Regions from separate parts of the Capra hircus genome. Here region 1 is linked to region 2. Evidence: chromatin contacts called from public Hi-C data. All regions are on one chromosome and are shown on one strand. The core of a region is the stretch at or near the end of the contact, and the rest is flanking DNA. Distances in the headings are between cores, read along the strand shown. Region 1 holds the start of LOC102180073 (sialic acid-binding Ig-like lectin 14). Region 2 holds the start of IGLON5 (igLON family member 5).

What was found. Hi-C and Micro-C count contacts between places; a contact is called where the count stands out from the background.
Region 1: a contact with region 2 is called in a Hi-C map of blood, with 5 times the contacts expected there. The contact joins the promoter of LOC102180073 here to the promoter of IGLON5 in region 2. A contact is called at or near these places in 2 of 5 Hi-C or Micro-C datasets (both in blood).

What each region holds. Positions count from the first base shown.
Region 1 is chr18:58,680,422-58,686,299 of ARS1.2, forward strand. It overlaps LOC102180073 (sialic acid-binding Ig-like lectin 14), which reads right to left and starts at 4,322. Exons shown (of 6, transcript XM_018063202.1): 1 at 3,827-4,322; 2 at 3,325-3,597; 3 at 3,113-3,160; 4 at 1,423-1,668; 5 at 1,183-1,318; 6 at 1-927. The coding sequence starts at 4,322. The coding sequence ends at 912.
Region 2 is chr18:58,393,391-58,400,212 of ARS1.2, forward strand. It overlaps IGLON5 (igLON family member 5), which reads left to right and starts at 1,998. Exons shown (of 13, transcript XM_018063200.1): 1 at 1,998-2,079. The coding sequence starts at 1,998.

The DNA.
Region 1 (5,878 bases), core at 3,072-5,571, 290 kb after region 2:
TCTACTCAGTATCTTGTAATAACTGATCGTGGAAGTGAATCTGAGAGAAATATACATATATAGCTGAATCACTTTGCTACACTGTGGCACTAACACAACATTATATATCAATTATACTTTAATTTTAAAAATCATACCCAGAACAAAGGACTCAATAAGAAAAAGATTGCCCAGTTTTTATTTTTAAATGGGCAAAAACTCAAACAGGAATTTCACAAAAGAAGATATTCAAATAGCTCAATATCACATTGCTATAAAGGAAATAAAAAGGTAAGGAGACACTGCCACAGTGGAAGGCAGGACTGAACACCGAACCTACTGCTGATACAAGTGATGCTGAGGCTACAAACAGCTCAGAACCCTCAAATATGATGGGGGGATGGAAATTCACTTGACCACTCAAGAGAACCCTTTGATCCTTCTAGAACTAAATATATGCCAAACTTATGACAAAGCAGTTCCATACCCACCAGGAAAACTTGCTAGCCTTCCTATTTTCATCACAACATTCATATCAACGATATGTTGAAAGAGCCAAACATGGAAACAAATGCATGTCATCATACTTTAGGGTTCATACATAACTGGAGGAACAGTCATACATAAAATACCACTGTCAAGACAAAATCCATGGCAAAACCAACAATGAGTTATTGATAGAAAAACATGGATAATCTCATACTGAGGTAAGTCAGAAAGTCTCCTTTCAATGGAACTGACTCTTCCTGTTGTCACACAATCATCACCACAAATAAAAGCTCATGGATGCAAATAACACAGGGTTTGACTGGAGGGTTTCCAGGGAGAAGCACCCAGTGATGTCCCCACGTCTGTCCTCTGGGCTCTGCATCCTCAGGTGAATCTCTTCATGACAGGGAGCGAGGCTCAGCCACACTCCTCAGCCCAGCTCCCTACTGGCCGCCACACCTGCAGAGCCAACACAGTCTCAGGTCAGAGAAGCAGACCCATTTCATTCATTCTGGGCTCTGCCTCAAGGCAGGTGGGATCCGATCGCACCCCTGCCCCCTGCAGTGGAAACTCACAGGCTCAACCACTGAACCGACATGGAAGTCCCTGGAGAGTCACACAGTTTAGCTGCAGGCAGGACAGGACCGCCAAGCCCCACAGGCAACTCCAGAGAACATTCCCTGGACTTCCCCGCAGGGGGCCAGCTGTGCTCACCTGGTGTAGTAGGTCCAGGTGAGGCCATAGGTGAGGAGGAAGCCAGCCCCCATGAGGGCCCCCCTGATCAGGGTGAGGACCAGGGGCCAGGAGCCCTGCTGCTCCTCAGTCTCACAGCTGCAGGGAGGGGGGCCTTCTGGGGAAGGGAGAGTGGGTGAAGCTCAGTCCCCAGACCCAGCCCTCCCAAAGGCACACACCTGCCCAGGCTGCCCACCCCCCAGCACCTGTCCTGCAACTCACTCTGCACAGAGAGGCTGAAGGAAACTTGCTGGGAGCCCAGTGGGTGCTGAGCTCGGCAGGTGACTTTCCCTCCATCTCCGACCCCGACACGGGGTATCTCCAGGACCCCGGGGGCTGAGCGCTGGGAGGGACTCAGGGGTTTTCCCTCCCAGAGCCAGCTCAGCGTGGCTGGGGGGTTGCTGTCGGCCACACAGACCAGGCGCAGGAACTGGCCCTCCAGGATGGGCAGTGATGTGCCATTCAGATCTGGGTGAGAGATGCGCAGATGAGTGGGTGGAGCCAAGGGCTGTCTCACCCTCGCTCCGCCCACTTCCGGAGGCAGAAAGACAGCCAGGCGACAAGGACCAAGGATGAGCTCACTGAGGCCGATGAGGCAACAGTCCTGGTGGTCTTTTCAGGCTCCCAGAAGAAATGGGAACTGATCTGAGGATGGAAGGGAGAGAAGTGGGTGGGAAGCCGACGGGAAGATGTGCCAAGAGAGAGCGAGCCCGGGAGATGGGGAGAAAGGCACGTGGTCTGCTTCGCGAGAGAGAGGACCCGGAGCAACAGAGACACGATAAGAGTGGGAGAGAGAAGGGAGGGGCAGAGGTGCTGGAGCCCTGACAGCAGGGCTGAGAGCGCTGGGCTTTGCTCCAAGGTGACGGGCAAGCAGTAGGAGCCTGTGAGGAGGGGAAGCTTCAGCGTTGGCGCCGACACCCACAGGACCCTGCTGGGGCAAGTGGGGCCTGGACTGCGCATGAGACAGGAGGCCGGGAGGCTGAGGGAGGAAGCTGATCAGTGGCCCAGGGTCCAGGACGAGACTGCAGCTGGCTCCGGGGCCAAGGGCATGGAAAGGGCGAAGTGATTTGAGCAGTGAAGCTCTGCAGAGTCCCTGAGACATGGGTGCAGCTGGTGAGAAAGGGAGATGGGTAGAGGGCCATCCAACCACAGCCCGGTTAAGTGGGGTCAGGGTGCAATTGACAGGCATCAGCAAGAGGTGTTTAAACCTGCAGAACATCTCTGGATGGACAGAGTAGGGACAGGACCAGGGCCGGGGGCGGGGGGGCGGTCAGGATGCGGGCATGACAACAAGTGGAGACTCGGGATGGGAGGAGTCCACCCAGGAAGGTAAAGAGAGGTTGGAATGGGGTCCAGGGTGGAGCTGTGGGCAATGGGAACACGAATCCCTCTGAAAGATGATGACATCAGAGCTGAAGGAGGGTTCCTGTCATAGGAGTTGATGACAGACAGAAACTTGAAAAAAAAAAAAAAAAAGCTGAACTAGAGTAGTCCAAATCACAGACACTAACAGTGGAAAGCTGGTGGCCAGGGGCTGGAGCGGGAGGGGACGGGGACACTGCGTCTGGCGGGTTTGGCGTTCCAGTCCTGCCAGTCGGGAAGAGCTCTGCAGACAGGTTGCACAGCACGGTCAGTGGACCTCACCCTCCTGAGATCTACCCTTAAAAGTGGTGAAGATGGTAACTTTGATCTGTGTGTTTTCTCGCAGCTAAAACTAAAAATTTAAACAGAATAAAAGGAAAGGGAGCAGGCAAAAGTAACAGCCCATGGATGCGAGACCTTGGGGAGACAGGAGGACAGGTAGAGCCTGGGGCCTGAGGAGTGAGGGACCATCGCATCTGCAAGCCCTGAGCCCTGAGTTGGCAGAGACCTGCTCCCATCACAGCCCCAGAGGAGAGACCATCCTTCCTACCTGTGAAGCTTTCCTGAGATATTCTCGTGGTCACCAACCGTGGAGCATCTGAGAGGAAAACAGGAGAGGCAGGGAGGCATTGGTGCGCCACCCCAGAAGCCACTTGAGAGGATGAGCTTTATTCCCCCAGTCTCATCTGGAAAGGGATGTGGGATGCCACCCGCCTCCTGCCAACACAACCCCCAGGGACCCTGCCACCCCTCCACACTCACAGGAGACGTTAAGCCGGACGGTTCTCTCCAGGGTCACCTGCGATCCTTGGAGTGTCACCCAACAGGTGAGGTTGGTGCTGTGGTCCTGGGGCCTCGGGGTGAGGGTGAGCTCCGAGGAGTGGAGGGTCCCTGGGTCCATCCCGTGAAGGGCGTCTCCCACCCAGGAGAACAGGAGAGGGTGTCGCCCATCACAGGCTAGCAACAGGCTGCAGGTCAACTTTGTGGGGCGGCCAGCCTCCAGAGGCTCCAGAAACTGGATGTTGGGTTTCTCTGCTGAGGTTGAGGAGAAGAGAGGGAGATGCCTGGCCCCCGGGGTGTGGGGACCCAGACAGGGACCCTCAGAGGGACCAGTGCCTCACAGCCACAGCTCACCCCCGGTCCTGAGTCTCTCCTGAACCCTAAAACCCCAAGACCTGGGGCAGGGAGTGGTCCTATGTCCTGTTCCTATTCTAATAAGAAGGTCCCCACTCCCCAGGGTCCTCTCCTGGGCCTCCTGTCATACCTGTCACCTGCAAATTCAGCTTCTTCTCTCTGTAACTGTATTTCACATTACGTCCTCTCTCCACTCGCAAGTAGTAGACTCCTGAGTCGCTCAGCCTGGCCTCTTGGATGCTCAGGGAGCAGTCATTGTTGCTGGGGTCCCCGACGAGGCGGAATCGGCCCCGTGTCTCTGGCTTCTCTCGTCTCTTTGGGTCATTGGTGGCCACAGGATCACTGTGTGGGCCGTCCCCTTCCAGGAACCAATAGATGAGGGGTTCCACAGAGGGATACCAGGGATACCAGTGGTAGGAGAAGGAGCAGGGCACGCGGACGTCCATGCACGCCTGCACCGCCACTGATTCCTGCACTTGGAGCTCAAACCCCAGAAGCTCCTGCAGGGACCCTGGGGGACCCAGAGGCTCAGTGGCAGCTTCAGCCCCTCCCCACGCCGTGTCCCCTTCCCCCCATCCCCACCACTCACCCCCCCACAGCAGGGGCAGCAGCAGCAAGGGCACCATGTCGGCATCCGCCAGCACAGAGGCGGTTCAGATCCCTCTGTTGGGGAGCGAAGCGTCTCGAATATGGGGAGGGAATGAGGAAGCTCCAACAGGAAGCCAGAGGGTGACAGAGAGACAGCTCTTTAGAACCATGGAAGGGGAAGTTAGGTACCATGGACCCGAGGTGGGGGCTTTCTGACTGAGAAATCTCGTTTCCCCATCTCTCCCATTTGCACCTTCAACCTATGAGCCTAAAACGAGGCTGGAGACTCCCACGGCCCCGTCGCTGTCCGCTCTTTCCCAAGGTACCCCGGGTACCGGTGGAGGGTCACCTGGCTAGCTCCCTGGCGATCAGAGCCCCTGGGACGTCCAGGAGCAAATTCATGATCAGGTGTGGAGAAGAGCCCAGGCTGAGCATCCAGGAGATGGAGGGCTGCCCCCGATCCAGGAGAGATGCTGAGATCTCATGCACAAGTGCGTCTAGATCCCCTGAGATACGGTCCCCGCCGTGAGCCTGGAGCCTCCTGACCCCTTGGCATTGGGTCCCCATCCCCATCAGTGCCCTGGTCCCAGGCAGGCTCAGATTCTGGTCCTGCTGTTGGCAGTTAAAGCCGACCTGAGCATCCGGGCGTTTGGAATGCAGAAGCTGGGGGCATAGAGTGCCCAGTTGGGAACCCAGACACCTGCCACTTCACCTGCCACCTGTTCAGCTTTCCCAGAGTGACTTCCCCTCTCTGTGCCTCAGTTTGCTCATCCGAAAAACAGAGAAACTAGCAGAGATGTGGATTAAATGAGTTCATGTGTGTCATGTGCTTAGGACAGAACCTGGCACTGGTACTTGTTCAGTCAACTAAGGCTTTGGGGACACAGAGCTTCTGCACACTCCCAGGCTCTGTCTAGGGGGACAGAGAGCAGAGCAGGGCCAGCCCCACACCCCACCTCTCCTACCTTCGGGGGTTACCTGGTCATTAGCAGGGAGGGCAGAAGCATCGCTAGGCTGGAAGGTCAAGACCCTGCCCTTGAGACAGACTGGGAACTAGGACCCTTTATGGCAGTGCTTGTACGTGGACAAACGTCTCCCAGAGTGACAAACTAAAAGAAGCTATAAGGGACTAAAAATAACTCCATGCATCTGCAGTTGGTGCAAATCATGAGCAATAAGATACAAAAAGACCAAAACCTAACTGCCCCTTCTGCTGTGTAGGGAGCAAAAACAGGGTTCTGGGCCCGATCCCTGCACGCAGCGCCACAGAGGCATGGGCAGACCACCTCAACCACGCCTCTGGCCCCACCCACTGATCCACCCACCCCCATCCCATTTAAGGGACCAGCTCACCCCACCTCGGAGTCCCAATAAAGCCTGCCCTGAATTTCTTCTCTGGCCTCTCATCCATTTCCTTTGATCAGAGAGCCCAAGGACACAGTGCCGTAACACCCTGTGATTATGCCATTCTCTTACCCCACGCTCTGATTCATCTGTCAGAGGCGGGAACACAGGTAAGATCCGTTTTTATCCGGAAGGAAGTTGCATCTAGAAGCCACAACCTGTAGAAAGAAGGACCATGATTTTGAACAGA
Region 2 (6,822 bases), core at 748-3,247:
GAGACCTCCTAAAGAATATCACAGCAAAAGCAATTGCCCTGCTCTAGAAGTGGCTCCATGGAGGAGCCTGGTGGGCTGCAGTCCATGGGGTCGCGAAGAGTCGGACCAGACTGAGCGACTTCCCTTTCACTTTCATGCACTGGAGGAGGAAATGGCAACCCACTCCAGTGTTCTCGCCTGGAGAATCCCAGGGATGGGGGAGCCTGGTAGGCTACCGTCTATGGGGTCACACAGAGTCGGACACGACTGAAGTGACTTAGCAGCAGCAGCAGCAGCAGCAGCAACAGAAGTGGCTCCAGGTCTAAATGGGCTTCCTCGATGGCTCAGCAGGTTAAGAATCTGCCTGCAATGCAGGAGATACGGGTTTGATCCCTGAGTCAGGAAGATCCCCTGGAGAAGGGAATGACTACCCACTCCAGTATTCTTGCTTAGGAAATCCCGTGGACAGAGGAGTCTGGTGGGCTAGCGGTCCCTCGGGTCACAAAGAACCAGACGTGCCTGAATGAATTAGCATGTACACACAGCAGTGGCTCCCTATCCAAATGGGGTACGCTGTCCTGTCTTAGATGTCCTGTCTTAGACACAGTACCAAGCCCCTGTGCTCCACGGGTTAACATAGAAACTTCTATCTGATCCCTGTAAGTAGGAGAAACAGGAAGTATTGACAGGAACAAATATGTTGGCGACATGGGGTTGGTTGGAACAACAGTCAGTGCAGTCTATTCAGACAGTGGAGGAGCCAAGTTGGCCAGAGGGGAGTTTAAGTTTTGAAATAATGTGTCCTCAGTCTCACTTTCTTCCTCTTTCTCTTGTAAAACAGATATCCCCCTGGTTTTCCTTTCAAAACCTCTGTACCATAAGGCAGCAGCTGCCTGACTTCTTTTCCTCCTGATACAACAGTGTAAGCGCTTCTGCATATGGAATCTCATCATTTTCACTTGCTCTTTCACAAAACAATTCTAAATGCAATATCGTATAATAATGAAGTGAGCCATTCAAGGGTCATCACTCTCTTGATCCTAATGTATAATGGGGCCACACACTATTACAATAGAATAGCATCTCCTTCTTAGTCACAGACTCACAGCTATATTTTGTCCATTTAAAAAAAAATATATATATATATATATATATATATATATGCCTCCAAAGGGCTTTCCTTAGGGACAGATGATATTTTCCCCACATTTATGTTAAGAAAACAACAGAACACAAAAACCACAAGCAAATGCTCCGGTACCAAAAGGGCAAGCAGATTCCATCATGAATGAATGCAAACAAAAGCAAACCAACCGGTTCATGAGTCAGAGGTCAACAGTTCCGGTCTCCAGCAAAGCACCCCAATCAAATGCAAACCAGTTGGCTTTTCCCTTAAGGAAAAGTCAGAATTGAGAAAGGAGAATATCCCCGGCTGTACACACCGAAGCCACTTACCCTACTGCATGGAGCCCGATGACTCCCACATGTCCACTCCTTGCTTCAACCGCCAAGCTGGTGCTGCTTCAGGGAATTTTGAAAGGAAAATTCTCAGGGCAAGTGTTCCTGGCAGCTGCTAGGGCCTTACCTTGCCTGAAAATTCCCCAACCAAGGCCGCTGGTCACAGCAGCAAGACTCCTGGGTGGCTTGGTCAGAGTTGTTACCAAGCTCAAACTTGTTTTGCTCACCACACGGCAGGCCAACAAATCTGGAGTTGTTGGGGCAAGTACTAAGGACTTTAATCAGGAAGATATCAGACCAAGAAGTGGCAGATAGTGCGGCAGATAAAAACATCTTCCATCAGTCTGAATTCCAGGTTCCTTCTATACAGGGAAAGGGGAGGGGAGGGTGCCACTGCAATTCCAACCAAGGACTGACAGGGACCCCTACCTGGTGGCTCACTAACGGTCGCTAACGGTCACTGGCTTGCGGGAGGGGCCCACTGCAGCTCCAACCAATGGCTGGGCAGGACTTCTAACGGTTGCTCACTTGGGGGGCGTGGCCTGTTGCAGTGAGGACCAATGGTTGAGCAGGACCGCTACGGTCATAGTTTACTGCTGGCATACCGGCTGCGCCCCTATTACAGGAATAGGTCAGTGACGGGTTTGGGCATGAAAGCTGGGTCTTGCTTTGTTCACGATAGAGGCCTTGATGACAGGACAGGAAACAAGAGGGTACCAAGATGACTTCTGATTGACCCTAAGGGGAGCATACTCGGCATTTTGATCCTTGATCAGTGACTTCCAATCTGCCCATCACCTCCTTGTCCACATGTACTGGCTTGAAGGAGAAGTGTCCTTAAAGCTGATTAGATCTGGAGTCTCAAGGTCTAGCAGGGGTCTAGAACCCCTGCTTGAGAAAGAGGATTCTCCCAAGGGCCGCTGGAGCCCAAGGGGCCCAGTAGGGATGGTTCTTCAATTGTTTCCGGCTGGCGCAGACAGTGGAGACTCGCCCGGTTCCCCTTCGCGGCTCCTCAGAGTCCCAGCCGCTCCCACAAGCATCATCAGGCCCCACTGGCTCTGGATGGACTCCTACATGCTCCCTGGCCCTCCTGCCGAGCAGAGCTTGGTGAGGACGAGGAGGTGGGGTGGGAATCCCTGGGGGACCTCCACAGTGATGGGGTGTTGGTGAGGCTTGGGGACTTTCAGGCCGCCTCATGAACTGGTTATAGAACAGCTAAGTTTTCCTCTACCTTAGTCATTTTCCCGAGAGTCAGTCTTTGTGTACAAGGTTATCCCATTTGTCAGTTCATCTGGCTCCTTGTGGGGTGTTAAATCAACAAGTCATCCCTCTGGAAAGTAGGTCCTCCAGTCAGCGTTTCTGTAAGTCAGTCCTTCACTTGATGCACTCAGCAAAGGTCAAGGAGGATACTCAGTTTTCAAGCAAATAGCCAGATGGTGGTGTGCTGAAGAAGCTCTAGGCTGGAACTCGCCCAACCCCTGACAAGGAAGTAAATTTGGAAAAGGAAATGATTGTCTAGAGGGAGGAGAAATGTTGCCCATGGAGACAACCCATGGAGGCGCTAAAGTCCAAGGAAGGGAATGAGACTTGGACAAGATCAGAATTTTCAAGTCTGAAGGACCATTATGTGCTGGTCAATAAAACCCATGTTCACACAGTTTTGGAGGCTAGAAGTCCAAGATCAGGGCACTGGCAGGGTTGCTTCCTTCTGAGGGAGAATCTGTTCCCTGCTTCTCTTTTAGTTTATGGTGACTGGCAATCCTTGGAGTTCCTTCTAGTTCCTTGGCCCTCATCTTCTCATGGCCTTATCCACGTGTCCTGGATAAGTCTGTCTGCATTGAAATTTCCCTCTTCTTATAGGGATACTAGTTGTGTTGGACAGTAGTGGTGTAATCACCCTTAACCTGATTACGCAGGTAATCTGCAAAGACCTTATTTCAAATTAGGTCACATTCATAGATATGTAGGGATAAGTCTGTAGCATATCTTCTTGGGGACACAATTCAATCCATGGCACAAAAGAAATTAGAAAATATTTAGAATTGAATGTATTTTAAAAACATATTAACAGCTGTAAGATGCCACTAAAGCTGTGCTTAGACTAGCCCTTGTAGACTAGAGAAAAACTCCTCAAATCCATGGGAAGGACTGTTACTTTAAGAAAAGAAGGAGGAGGAAGGTGGGGAGGGAGAGGAGAAAGAGGGCAAATTAAACCTGAAACAAGCAGACGGAAGGAAATAAGAGAAAGCAGAAATCAATTAAAAAGAGAGAAGCAATACAGAAAAATCAGTTAAAACCAAAATCTTGCTCTTGAAAAAAAACAAAAATTCAGTAAACTCGATAGATCTTACATAAGCTAATTGAGAGACGAGAGAAGGCACAAATTGCAAATACCAGAAGAGTGGCTGTCATCACAGATCCTAAAGACATTTCAAGGCTAATAAGGAATATATTTTTCAGAAGGGAACCTTTCTAAGCCCTGGGAAGGACACAAAGATATATCTGATGTTGGGCCTTACCTCAAGGAGCTCATTCTTGCGTAGATTTCCTGGTAGGGTGTTTCATCAGTTTGCCGCTGAGAGCAGTAACCAAGTGAGAAACATGTAGTAAACCATGCAGGTGGTATAGTGGCTCCACGAGGCTGTCAGAGAACCAGGATCCCTGTGCTGCCATCAAGAATATCCTCAGTCTGTGGTTTGGATCTGTAAGGGTTCCTCATGGTTACCAGGGGGCTGCTCGACCTCCAGCATCTCATCTGTATTCCAGGCGAAAAGAAGAAGAAAGGCAATGAGAAGAGAGTAGTGGCGCTAATATAAAAAAAAAATAAACAGAACTTCCCAAAAGTCTCCAGCAGATAGCCTCAGATGTTTGGTATTTCAAGCAGGCAACTCTCTCACAATATTTGCTTAACAATAAATATAACAACAGAGTCCATGGTTTTTATTTTGCACTGTCCACTTGGGAGAAGAAGAGAGTACAATCCTACAGATAGGTACACAATCTAAGAAAACAGAGGTGTCAATTACAACCTACTGTTACCAGCGCAAGAAATGATTAAGTAAGACAACTGGCCCGAATTCCATTTTATTTGGATATCATTTTCAGAAGTCATGTAATAATTTCTAACGTCTTTGGAGTCTCATAAGACCACTTTATTTAAATTGTTCTTCCAAGGGCGGATTTGTAACAGCCTAGAACAAGTCAGTAACAGTCATGAATATTCATAGGAAACTGTATATTGCAGAGGAGAAAAATTATGTTCTTATAAACATCCTCAGTTTTGCACAATATCAGATCAGACTCCTTGAACCCTCTTATAACACAAACAGTATCTTTTGATCTATAGCTGCAGGGGACCAGGACATCTTAAATTCTATCCTGTTTCCTTTATCATGAATACTTGTGTTTTCTTAAAACCAGGCTCTCAAATTTCATTAGTTAGTATTATATGCAAAAAGCAGAACTTCAGAGCTCAACTGTGATGGTGAAAAAAAAATGGGGGTAAATGTTGAATAGGCTTCTATTTGGTGATAATAATTCAATAGTGTTTTTCTTGTGCTTGGCCCATTGGCCAGAACTATATCACATGACCAGCCCTAGAAGGAGGAAGGGAAATAGGTGTTTTTATTTTTGAACTGTTAACTTCACCACCAAAACAAATCTGAAAGAGTAAGAACATATAGGACTTCCCTAGTAATCCACTGGTTAAGAATCCGCCTGCCAAAGTAGGGGATGAAGATTCAATCCCTGGTCCAGGAAGATCCCACATGCCACAGGGCAACTAAGCCTGTGCACCGCAACTCCTGAGCCCGTGTACTCTAGAGCCTGTGCTTTGCAACAAGAAGAGCCACTGCAATGAGAAGCCTGCACACCATAACTAGAGAAAGCGCACGCTCAGCAGTGACAATCCAACACAGCCAAAAATAAATAAAAATTACAAATAAAACAAAAACATACAGGAGGGTCAGTCAGTTCAGTTCAGTCACTCAGTAATGTCCGACTCTTTGTGACCCATGGACTGCAGCATGCCAGACCTCCCTGTCCATCATCATCTCCCAGAGTTTACTCAAACACATGTCAATTGAGTCGGTGATGCCATCCAACCATCTCATCCTCTGTTGTCCCCTACTCTTCCCACCTTCAATCTTTCCCAGCATCAGGGGCTTTTCCAATGAGTCAGTTCTTCACATCAGGTGCCCCAAGAATTGGAGTTTCAGCTTCAGCATCAGTCCTTCCAATGAATATTCAGGAGTGATTTCCTTTAGAATGGACTGGTTGGATCTTCTCGCAGTCCAAGGGACTCTCAAGAGTCTTCTCCAACACCACAATTCAAAATTCTTCAGTACTCAGGTTTCTTTATAGCCCAACTCTCACATCCATACATGACTACTGGAAAAACCATAGCTTTGACTAGATGGACCTTTGTTGGTAAAGTAATGTCTCTGCTTGTTAATATGCTGTCTAGCTTGGTCATAGTTTTTCTACCACAGAGCAAACGTCTTTTAATTTCATGGCTGCCATCACCATCTGCAGTGATTCTGGTGCCCCCAAAAATAAAGTCAGCCAATGTTTCCACTGTTTCCCTATCTATTTGCCATGAATTGATGGGACTGGATGCCATGATCTTAGTTTTCTGAATGTTGAGTTTTAAGCCAACTTTTTCACTCTCCTCTTTCACTTTCATCAAGAGTCTTTTTAGTTCCTCTTCATTTTCTGCCAAAAGGGTGGTGTCATCTGCTTATCTGAGGTTATTAATATTTCTCCCAGCAATCTTGATTCCATCTTGTGCTTCATCCAGTCCAGCATTTTGCTTGATGTACTCTGCATATAAGTTAAATAAGCAGGGTGACAATATACAGCCTTGATGTACTCCTTTCCCTATTTGGAACCAGTCTGTTGGTCCATGTCCAGTTCTAACTGTTGCTTCTTGACCTGCATACAGATTTCTCAAGAGGTAGGTCAGGTGGTCTGGTATTCCCATCTCTTTCAGAATTTTCCACAGTTTGTTGTGATCCACGCAGTCAAAGACTTTGGCATAGTCAATAAAGCAAAAGTAAATGTTTTCTGGAACTCTCTTGCTTTTTCTACGATCAAGCAGATGTTGGCAATTTGATCTCTGGTTCTTCTGCCTTCTCTAAATCCAGCTTGAACATCTGGAGGTTCATGGTTCACATACTGTTGAAGCCTGCCTTGGAGAATTTTGAGCATTACTTTGCTAGCGTGTGAGATGAGTGCAATTGTGCGGTAGTTTGAACATTCTTTGGCATTACCTTTGTGATTGGAATGAAAACTGATCTTTTCCAGTCCTGTGGCCACTGCTGAGTTTTCCAAATTTGCTGGCATATAGAGTGCAGCACTTTTATAGCATCATCTTTTAGGATTTGA